Regions from separate parts of the Mus musculus genome. Here region 1 is linked to region 2. A link is a contact called in public promoter capture Hi-C data. All regions are on one chromosome and are shown on one strand. The core of a region is the stretch at or near the end of the contact, and the rest is flanking DNA. Distances in the headings are between cores, read along the strand shown. Region 1 holds the start of Ikzf4 (IKAROS family zinc finger 4). Region 2 holds the start of Atp5b (ATP synthase, H+ transporting mitochondrial F1 complex, beta subunit).

Evidence for each region. Capture Hi-C pulls out chosen DNA fragments and counts their contacts.
Region 1: a promoter capture Hi-C map of liver shows a contact between it and region 2. The contact joins the promoter of Ikzf4 here to the promoter of Atp5b in region 2. A contact is called at or near these places in 2 of 484 Hi-C or Micro-C datasets (CD8 T cells and regulatory T cells) and 1 of 9 other capture datasets (liver).

Annotation. Positions count from the first base shown.
Region 1 is chr10:128,643,666-128,648,662 of GRCm38.p6, reverse strand. It overlaps Ikzf4 (IKAROS family zinc finger 4), which reads left to right and starts at 2,670. Exons shown (of 8, transcript NM_011772.3): 1 at 2,670-2,942; 2 at 4,695-4,788. The coding sequence starts at 2,856. It overlaps Gm26876 (predicted gene, 26876), which reads right to left and starts at 2,779. Exons shown (of 2, transcript NR_152728.1): 1 at 2,743-2,779; 2 at 1-1,201.
Region 2 is chr10:128,081,773-128,086,416 of GRCm38.p6, reverse strand. It overlaps Atp5b (ATP synthase, H+ transporting mitochondrial F1 complex, beta subunit), which reads right to left and starts at 3,110. Exons shown (of 10, transcript NM_016774.3): 1 at 2,964-3,110; 2 at 2,343-2,525; 3 at 1,946-2,120; 4 at 1,205-1,326; 5 at 791-975; 6 at 221-379; 7 at 1-119. The coding sequence starts at 3,090. Snord59a (a small nucleolar RNA gene) reads right to left here and starts at 2,275; the gene lies at 2,201-2,275. It overlaps Mir677 (microRNA 677), which reads right to left and starts at 1,131; the gene lies at 1,054-1,131.

The DNA.
Region 1 (4,997 bases), core at 1,421-3,920, 560 kb before region 2:
CAGGTATGATATCATAAATCTTTAATACTAGTCTGTGGGAGGCTAAGGCGAGATTGTGAGTTCTAAGCCATCCTGAATTATATGGTGGCACAAACTCAAGTTAAAAGAACTCAGCAGGTAAGAGCACTGACTGCTCTTCCAAAGGTCCTGAGTTCAAATCCCAGCAACCACATGGTGGCTCACAACCATCCGTAATGAGATCTGACACCCTCTTCTGGTGCATCTGAAGACAGCTACAGTGTACTTAGGTATAATAAATAATTTTTTTTAAAAAATTAAAAAGTAGAAATGTTGAGTCTTGCAAGGTGGTGCAGAAGCAAGCAGATCTCTATGTATTGTTCAAGGCCAGCCTGATCTACATAAGCAGTTCTAGGCCAGCCTGATCTACATAGGTAGTTCTAGGCCAGCCAAGGATATATCACAAGACCTTGTCTCAAAACAACAACAAAGTACAGTAAAGATTATGATGGCTGTAATCTCAACAGCAAGGAGGTAGAAGCAGGAAGATTATGAATTCAAGGCTGGTTGACACAGAATGTGAAGAGTCTGTCTCAGTAGAGCAAGCCAGAGTGCCATTGTGAAAATGGACTATGAGTTATTTTGTTTACTCTAAAGTGGAGCCAACAAAGGAATTATTGACATGTACAGATGGAGAGGGTAAAATCAGTCAGACACACGTGAGAATCACCCTCATCCTCTGGTAACTCACAGAAAGATACCGACACTGAAGGAACTGGCTCAGGTACAGGTGTGTCGTGTCTGCCACAGAGTGACACAGTTCATACTGGACAGAATGACATAGTTCAGGTGGGCTGTTTTAACTGAAAGAGGCCCTTCTGAGGAACCAGCCAACTCTCCCACCTCCAGTTCAGTCAGGTTTATTCACTGTTGAGCAACAAGAACACCAAGGACCCAGTTGTTAGTGCTGGGTGGTTACTGTCAGATGGATAGAATCCAATCCCTGCCCTAAGGAAGGCAAGCGAGAAGCCATGAAGGCGGCTAGGGAGATGTGCCGTGGGCTCTTCTCAGTCGTGTCTCGGGAGTATGTTGGACGCGAGCAGGCAATATCTGAGGCTTCACTGTGCTATGAAACCAAGCTTAAGCAGGCCTGGCCTGATGCGAAGTGGACCCAGCACAGTCTCCGAATAAGAAACTCAAACCACTCCTGTGTATTTTGAGAACTCCAGATGTCAGCAGCTACCTTCAAAAAGACAAAGTCAGGGCAGCACTGACATTAGGTCTAAAGAATGCCCCCTTCAGGGCCAGACATGGCCAAGAGGGTATATAATAGGGCATGTAAGAACCCATTTTTGACCTCCATCCCTCTCCTGGGCTGATCCGAAAGCAGAGAGTTGTCCCCAGTGTCTGGTTTTTTACTGGCCCTTTCTCAGGTCACCGCCTCCCCCACTGGCCACCTGATAAAGAGAGGAGGCCTCTCGTTCTACTAAGGGATGTTACCATCTCATAGAACCTGATTCTGAAAGCACACGCCCCCCAACTTCCTTTCTAAAAGTACAGATAATTCCCATGGGAAGAAATGGGGGAAACGAGAGTCCACTAATTTACAGCACAGATTTCCACCCTACCCACCACAGACACTGAAAACAGAAACTGAGTTGCTCAAATCAAATGGAGCAGAGCTTATCCTGGTGCCCTGAAACATTTAAGAGAACCTGAGGAGAGAGAGGTGCAAGGATTGGCAGCCCAAAGTTTCATGGCCCCTCCCATCCCAAATTCTTGGAATCAGAAAATGCAGTCTTCCAAAGTAGGTCAGCTCAGCAGTGAACAGTTCCTCTGGAAGGAAAGCGAGCAAGAGCCTTCTCCTGATAGAGGACAGGATTCATCCAGGACTCCTGAAGCCAGAGCCCCAGAGGCACGGGAGAGAGGGAAGACAGGGAGACCCAACCAGGGATTAGAAAAAGCTCAGGGTCCCAGATCTCCACTAGTCAGTGATGGGAAGGGGGATTGTCAGAAGGAGAGGCAGATGGAAAGGAGCCTGAGTTTGCTAGGGGAGGAGCCTTCTGCCACTTCTAGATCCTGGAGGCTGCCCCTGTGTCCCGGGCCCCATGACCTGTGGGGCCTTGGCTTCCCTAGCTGGCAGAGGATTGGGCCTTCCCTGGGACACCCCCTTCCTCCTCCCCACAAGCCTGCGGCTCTCCTCTCTCTCTCTCTCTCTCTCTCTCTCTCTCTCTCTCTCTCTCACACACACACACACACACACACACACACCACACACACATACACTTGCCCCCCTCTCAAGCATTTGTTTTGTAGCTCCTCTTTGTCTGTTGGGCAGGAGGGCAAACACATCTGCCTACCCTCCCTCTGCACCCCCACTCCCTGTGCACCCCCATTCCCACCTCTCCACTGTCTTGGAAAAGGGATGCTGTAGCCTAGCGCGCGCGCGCGCACACACACACACACACACACACACACACACACTGGTACGTTTTCTCCTGCCCCCTCCCCAAGCGCATCCACGCCTCCCTCCCTCCCTCTCTCTCTCTCTCTCTCTCTCTCTCTCTCTCTCTCTCTCTCTCTCTCTCCTGTCTCTCTCTCCCTCTCTCTCCCTCTCTCTCCCTCTCTCTCCCTCTCTCTCCCTCTCTCTCTCTCTCTCTCTCTCTCTCACACACACACACACACACACACACACACACACACACACACATACACACGAGGCTCTCAGCACATACACCCTGGGCTGAGCGGTTCTGCCGGCTGCAGCCGTGGGCCCCTGCTCACCGTGCGGCTGCCACTGCCTGCGAAATGACGGCGGTTCCCCTCACTTCCAGGAATCCACGCTTCCTGGAAGGTGAGTGGCTGGGCTCACCCCTGCCTGCCACCGAGACGCAGACATGCACACACCACCCGCACTCCCTCGCCGTTTCCAAGGCGGCGGCCGCGTTCGCACCCCAGGGTCTCACCGGCAAGGGAAGGATAATGTAAGTTCAGGCAGAAGGCGGCTAGCGGAGGGGGGGTAGGGGGGTGATGGGGCTAGGGAACCAATTCAGTAACAACTCCCAAGCCTGAGGAGAGGGAGAGGACGGGGGCTGTGTGTATAGCGGGGGGGGGGAGGGGGCGTTCCTCCTTACACTTGGGGAGGATGGGAAAGGGTGCTTGGTGTTGCTAAGCGAAGACCGTGACTTGGACAGTGGGAGCTTGTGGTGACATCTTGATTAGGCCTTGGGGACAGAGGTAGAGCAGCCAGGGGTGGAATACCGAAACAGGCCTGGGTGGGAATGGAGAGTAGAAAGACCTGAGATGGGAAGAAGAGCTTTGACGGCAGATGCTTCAGCCTGGAACCGACATGTGAGGGGCCTCAGCCTCCTGCCCACAATAGAGAAGAGCCGGGGGTGGCAGTCTTTCTTTGCTCGTGCACTGACTGGTCCCTGATAGCAGGCTAGCATCCTGCCACCTGGAGCCCATGGTCAAGAAGAGAAAGCTGGAGAAAGATATCCCTTTCAGAGAAGTGCAGCGGCTTGCAGAGCTCCAGGCTATTCCCCAGAGGCAACCACTCAAGGGATCCAGGAGAGGGCCGGTCTCTTTCGGTGTGTGAGACCGCTCAGCTTAGTGGGACTGCTCCCCATCCCTTCCCCGCCTTTCTGCCCTTTCTCCACCTCCTAGTTGCTTTGCTGTGGACCTCACGATTTAGCTTTGCTCCCAGAAGGTTCAGCCAATCTACGATGGCTTTGACCAAGAAAATGTCTCTGATACCTGAGAGCAGCCTTAATTCTTGGCTTTGACAGTCTGAGATTTCTTGGAAGTCCCAGGCATTTGAAATTCCCTCACTGGGGTTTCCGAGGCTGAGAGGGGAAACGAATGAGTTTCCCAAATCTGACTTTGTCCCCGTCAGCCTCAGGCTAGAAGTCTAAGTCTCTGGAGCCTCACAAAGACCCTCTGGCCTTTGACAGAGATTCCTTCTTAGATTTTAGTGCCATGAAAGTAGACTTGAGTGTGTTTTCCCTCTTGCCTTTATCCTAGGGATGACAGCAGCATCAAAGAGCCTCTGGAGTTACTGGTGCGCCTTGAGGCACCTGCCTTTCTCTCCTGTTTCCAGCCCTTCATTGGGAGAGCCACAAAGAATGCTTTTCCCTCAGTGTCCCTGAGCTTCCCTTTAAGAATATTGTCTCCCAGAAAGCTAGCTCCTAGTCGTAGAGACAGCCTCAGCTCCAGGAGACTGGGCCAGATATGGATTTCCAAGAAATTCACTCATTTTAGAATCAGCAGGTCCCTTCTTACTAATACTGGGTGCTTTGTAGTAGGTCAGCACTAACCTTTGAAAAGAACAAGAAACTGGGTGTGGTACATGCACGCAATCCCAGTACTCCAAAGGCTGAGGCAGGAGGATTTTGAGTTTACTTAACCTTTTTTGACCTATCTAGCCTCAGTAAACTCAGTTGAAAGGGCACGTGTTAAAACCGGACCTGAATCTACAAGTCTTAATGGTCCTGAGCCGCTCACATCATGGTTTGTGTCTGGTGCTGTCTTAAGGCAACTTCTTAAGAAAACCGTTGCTCGCCTAAGGAGCCTCAGCAGGGGAAAATCAGATTCAAGCCATAAGGCTTTTTCTATAGCCGGAGAACAGGGTTCCTCGGGCTTCCGAGGGATAGAGTGGGGAACGGGACTTTAGGAGAGGTTGCGATGGGAAATGGTCCCCAAGTCCTGAGTGGTTGTTTTCTTCCCACTGACCAAAGCTGGAGAGGGAGCTCTCAGGAGGGTGTGCTCCGGATTTCTTGCCTCAGGCCCAGGACTCCAACCATTTTATAATGGAATCTTTATTTTGTGAAAGTAAGTATGTGCATAGCTGGGAAAGTGGGTAAAATACTAACCTAGGCGAACTTTAGGGATGAATTTTAGGGTCTCTCTCTCTCTTTCTCTCTCTCTCTTCCATGTTTAGGCCTTTGCGCATATACCCATGCATGTTCATGTTAGCAGATAATATAGACGGCTGTGATGTTTATCCCAGTAGGTATGTTCTCTTTATGTGTATCTATATG
Region 2 (4,644 bases), core at 1,861-4,360:
ACCGAGGTGATCGATCCCTTCTTGGTGGTGGTGATCCTTTCCTGCATTGTGCCCATGTCGGTGGCTAGGGTGGGCTGGTAGCCTACAGCAGAAGGGATTCTGCCCAATAAGGCAGACACCTAAAAGACAGAAGTAAAGAATAATGGTCTTAGGTGTCTACATCTTTCTTCTAATATGCCCAACTGGCTCAACAAACCAGGCCTCGAGGCTTCCCCCCTACCTCTGAGCCAGCCTGGGTAAAGCGGAAGATGTTGTCAATAAACAGCAGGACATCTTGGCCCTCCTGGTCTCTGAAGTATTCAGCAACGGTCAAACCAGTCAGAGCTACCCGGGCTCGAGCGCCAGGTGGTTCGTTCATCTGTCCATATACCAACGCTACCTGTAAAACATACACAAGTCAGAAAAGACAGCAGAGTAGTAAGGAAGCCACAGAGAAATCCAAGATTCCCAATCAGAGAGAAGAGAGGGGAAGAGAGAGAGAGACACCACTAATGGGATCTTCCACTGGATGCCAATGTTTCTGTTTGGAACCTTCATGAAATTGAGAACACTGGAAATAATTTCTAAACTAAAAGTAAGACTGAGATATGTGAGTGGCTTCCATTCTACACCTTTTAAATCAGCTTTCAAATTGGATTACTTACTCATCAAAAAGTCTAGAAATATCTCACACCAGAGAAGTGTACACTGGTATTCTGGAAAATGGTGGTGGGAAGACAACTATTTTGTTTACAGAACCCGGGGCTCATCACATCAAACATAACACATTAGTTTTCTGAATGGAGCTCACCTTGGAAGTGGCATCTTTTAGATTGATAACACCAGATTCAATCATTTCATGGTATAAATCATTGCCCTCACGGGTCCTCTCACCAACACCAGCAAATACAGAGTAACCACCATGGGCTTTGGCGACATTGTTGATTAGCTCCATGATCAGTACTGTCTTTCCAACGCCAGCACCTCCAAAGAGTCCTAGTTTAAGAAGAAATATTTCAGATCTCTGCATTCCCAAATTAAACAGCCTTCAAAAATGTTCAGTTCTGTCCATTTTCCCCTTCTCAGGAACGGCATCTGGCTTCAGCAAATTCAGAAGAACGAAAGTCAGAAGCTAATCATCACTGAAGGCTCAAGCACTCTCAAAAGAAAAAAGGGTCTCCATGCTTTACTGTATTTGGAAAACACGGACCAAAAACCAACGTACCGATTTTCCCACCCTTGGCGTATGGGGCCAGCAGATCCACAACCTTTATCCCAGTCACCAGAATCTCCTGCTCAACACTCATCTCTATGAACTCAGGAGCCTCAGCATGAATAGGAGCAAATCTGTAAGGTTCAGGGAGGAAAGGGTCAGAACCAGGCACCATGCTCAAAAGCCACTGGCCACCACAAACAGTCAAGTCTAATCTTGTTCAAGTTAAGCTGTCACAGAACATCATCTCTCTGCAATAAAAAATATTGTCTCGCCGGGCGTGGTGGCGCACGCCTTTGATCCCAGCACTTGGGAGGCAGAGGCGGGCAGATTTCTGAGTTCGAGGCCAGCCTGGTCTACAGAGTGAGCTCCAGGACAGCCAGGGCTATACAGAGAAACCCTGTCTCGAAAAACCAAAAAAAAAAAGTCTCAAGAACAAATAATCCTCTTTTTTGATATTTTCCTTTTACTGAACTTAATATAACAAAGTTTCTTTATATAACAATAAGAAAATAAAAACCTGTAAATTTTAGAGAATCCATAATGTAACACAGCTTTAAAAAAAGTAACAGGGGGTTCTATGTAGCAAGTTTTCAACAATCCAAACTTCTGTATCTTCATTTTCAATAACTGAATACAACAGAAATGGAAGTAGTACTGTAGGAAAATGTTGCTTTACTACCAGTTATTACCCCATGTGTACAACTGCAAGAAAAGGTTCCCATGTTCACAAATGCAGTGAGAGAAACTTACTGTTTGGTTTTGATAGGACCTCTCTCATCAATAGGTTCTCCAATGACATTCATGATTCTGCCCAAGGTCTCAGGACCAACAGGAATTTTGATTGGTGCCCCTGAATCCAGTACTTTCTGGCCTCTAACCAAGCCTTCAGTGCCATCCATAGCAATAGTTCTGACCGTGCTCTCCCCTGTCAATCAGCATTAACACGTTATAAGCACCAAAACCTAACAGTATGTAATGAAGGGTGATCAAAAGCAAACAGGCCTCCCCTCTCAGCACCTGAGTGTGGCTTCAGCAAACTCAGAAGAACGAAAGTCATTTGGTAAAGTCATCACAGAATGGAGATGGCACGATCTCGTGTTATTTAAGCCTAACAAGCTCTTTCCCACCTCTAAAACGTCCTACTTACCCAAATGCTGGGCCACCTCCAAAACCAGTCTGCTGTCCCTGCCTTGCACTTCCAGGGCATTTAGGATGGGTGGTAATCCCTCATCGAACTGGACGTCCACCACAGCGCCGATGACTGCCACGATTCGCCCGGTGGCAGTGCCTGCCTTCGGGGCCGCAGACGCCTGCGCCGCATAGTCTCTGGCTAGCAGACAAAAAGGTATTGGAAGGCGTTGGTGTTAGGACAGCTTAAGGTCACCCGAATCCCAGATTTATCCCCCGAGGGAAGGTTAGCTGAGCCCAGACTAAGTCTCCTGCAAGATAGGAGGAGGCATGGAGAAGGGCACGCTGCAATCGGGAACCCACCCGCACTGTTTTCCCGACCTCGTGCACAGAACCGCCATTATTCTCGAGTTTGGTATCCCCCTCAAAACCTCAAGGTCGAGGCAGCTGCCGGCCACTCTAGCCTCACAAAATGGGACGCTGCTGGTTATATCAACGCTCCCACGGGCGACTGTCCTTGCACTCCTCGGCTGGACAGTAGTCCGCTGCCCGGGAATCCTTATGGAGAACGGATCCGATAGGCCCAAGCTCAAGGTCACGGGGAGAAGAACCGAACTAGCTCCTCCAGGAAGGCGCTTACCAGGATGAACCCCGGCGGGAGCAGCTCGCAGTAGAAGCTGCGCCTGTGGCAGAGCCGCCGAAGGGCTGAGTCCCCGCAAGGCCCCGGAGGCCGAGGCCGAGGCCACACGCCCCACAAGACTCAACATGGCGGAATCCGGGTGGAGACTGAGCGCCGAAGCGGTCCTCTCCGCCGGTCCTGCAGCTGGGGCGGGGCAACCTCCGCCGTAGGCACAGTAATTGGGTGATTTTGCTGTTCGTCATCACCACTAACGCTTCTATAGGGTAAAAAAACTCGGAGCTTATCAGCTATTGGTCTAAACTGGTGCCAATCTGAAAATTCTCTTTTTTAATTGGAGGAGCCGCCCTCTAAGCCTCGAAACCTAATTGGCCCATGGGAACGTCAGTAGGAGAGGTTTTTGGCGGAACTACGTTGAAATAAAGGGGCGGGGTTCCGTTGAACCTGTGCACTAGGCCGTCTTTGACTGTCCTTGGACCTTGAGTTAGGTGACAGCCGCTAAGGTTGAGTGGCGGCGTCCTGAAAGTCAGGAACCTTCTGTGGCTCCAAAACGTGGGGTTTCCTCGACAGTAGTGAGGGTGGAAGTTTCCAGGCGGCCCAGCAGGTCCGAAACCTGGAGGCTCTTTATCATATAAATCCGTGCAACGAAAGAAACTAAAGCGACCCATCCTTCGACAGACGTTCTGCATCGAGGAGACAAGGTTATTTATTTATAACACTCGAGGGGTAATTTAGAGTCACCTACTTATGTAAAGAATTGCCCTAAGCAGACGTACTGACAGAACCCTGTAATTCCAGAACTTGACAGGTGAAGGCTCAAGATTCCAGGAGCCAACTGAAGCCCCTTGAGACCCTGTCTCAAACACAAAATGAAAGGTCAGAAGTAATAGACCTTTGCTGTGATATGTGTGTGCAGAAATCCGTAAAGTAAAGTAGAAAGGAAGAATACGCTAAGCGAGCCTTTGCCTGAAACCACATTTCTTCGGTTTGGTTGTAGATAAGGCAAAAAAAAAAAAAAAAAAAAAAAAAACGAAATCCGACCCTATAGGGAGATGATGCCAGGTCTCAAAGGACTTTTGAATGAAAGTGGAGGCTGGCCAGAAGTGTGTGTTGCTCTAGGATGGAAAGTCACAGAATCAATGATATCCTTGCCAGCAACAATGGGGATGGGGTGGAGCTCTAACAGGGAAGCCCTTGGTCTTCCTATGAGGATACACAAAGTTGTAGTATTGCACCTTTTTACTTCCTAGCATCCTCCAGTACTTCCCATTTTTCTGCATGATGATGAAAAAAGTTCTCAGTCTGACAGTGGAGAGCTGGCAAAGGCTGTAGCGGGGAACAAAGGAACGCACCCATATCCTCCTCAGCAATTACATGCATGTGTTATTGAAACAGTCTTGCTGTGGTTCAGGCATGCCTTGGACTCAGCCTCCCCATTCTTAAGATAACATCTAATAACCTTGCTAAGTAAGGAAGAGCCCAATGCAGGACAAGATGTTGCACTTCTGTGACACCAGCACTAGAGAGGGGGAGGCAGGAGTTTAAAATCATCCTGGGCTACACAATGAGTTGGAGGCCAGCCTACTGGATAACACTGCGTGGCAATAAGTAAAAAAAAAAATCATAAAATTCAGACAGAAAAGAACCAAAAAGAATGTCAGCATATGATTAGCAAGTAGAAGAA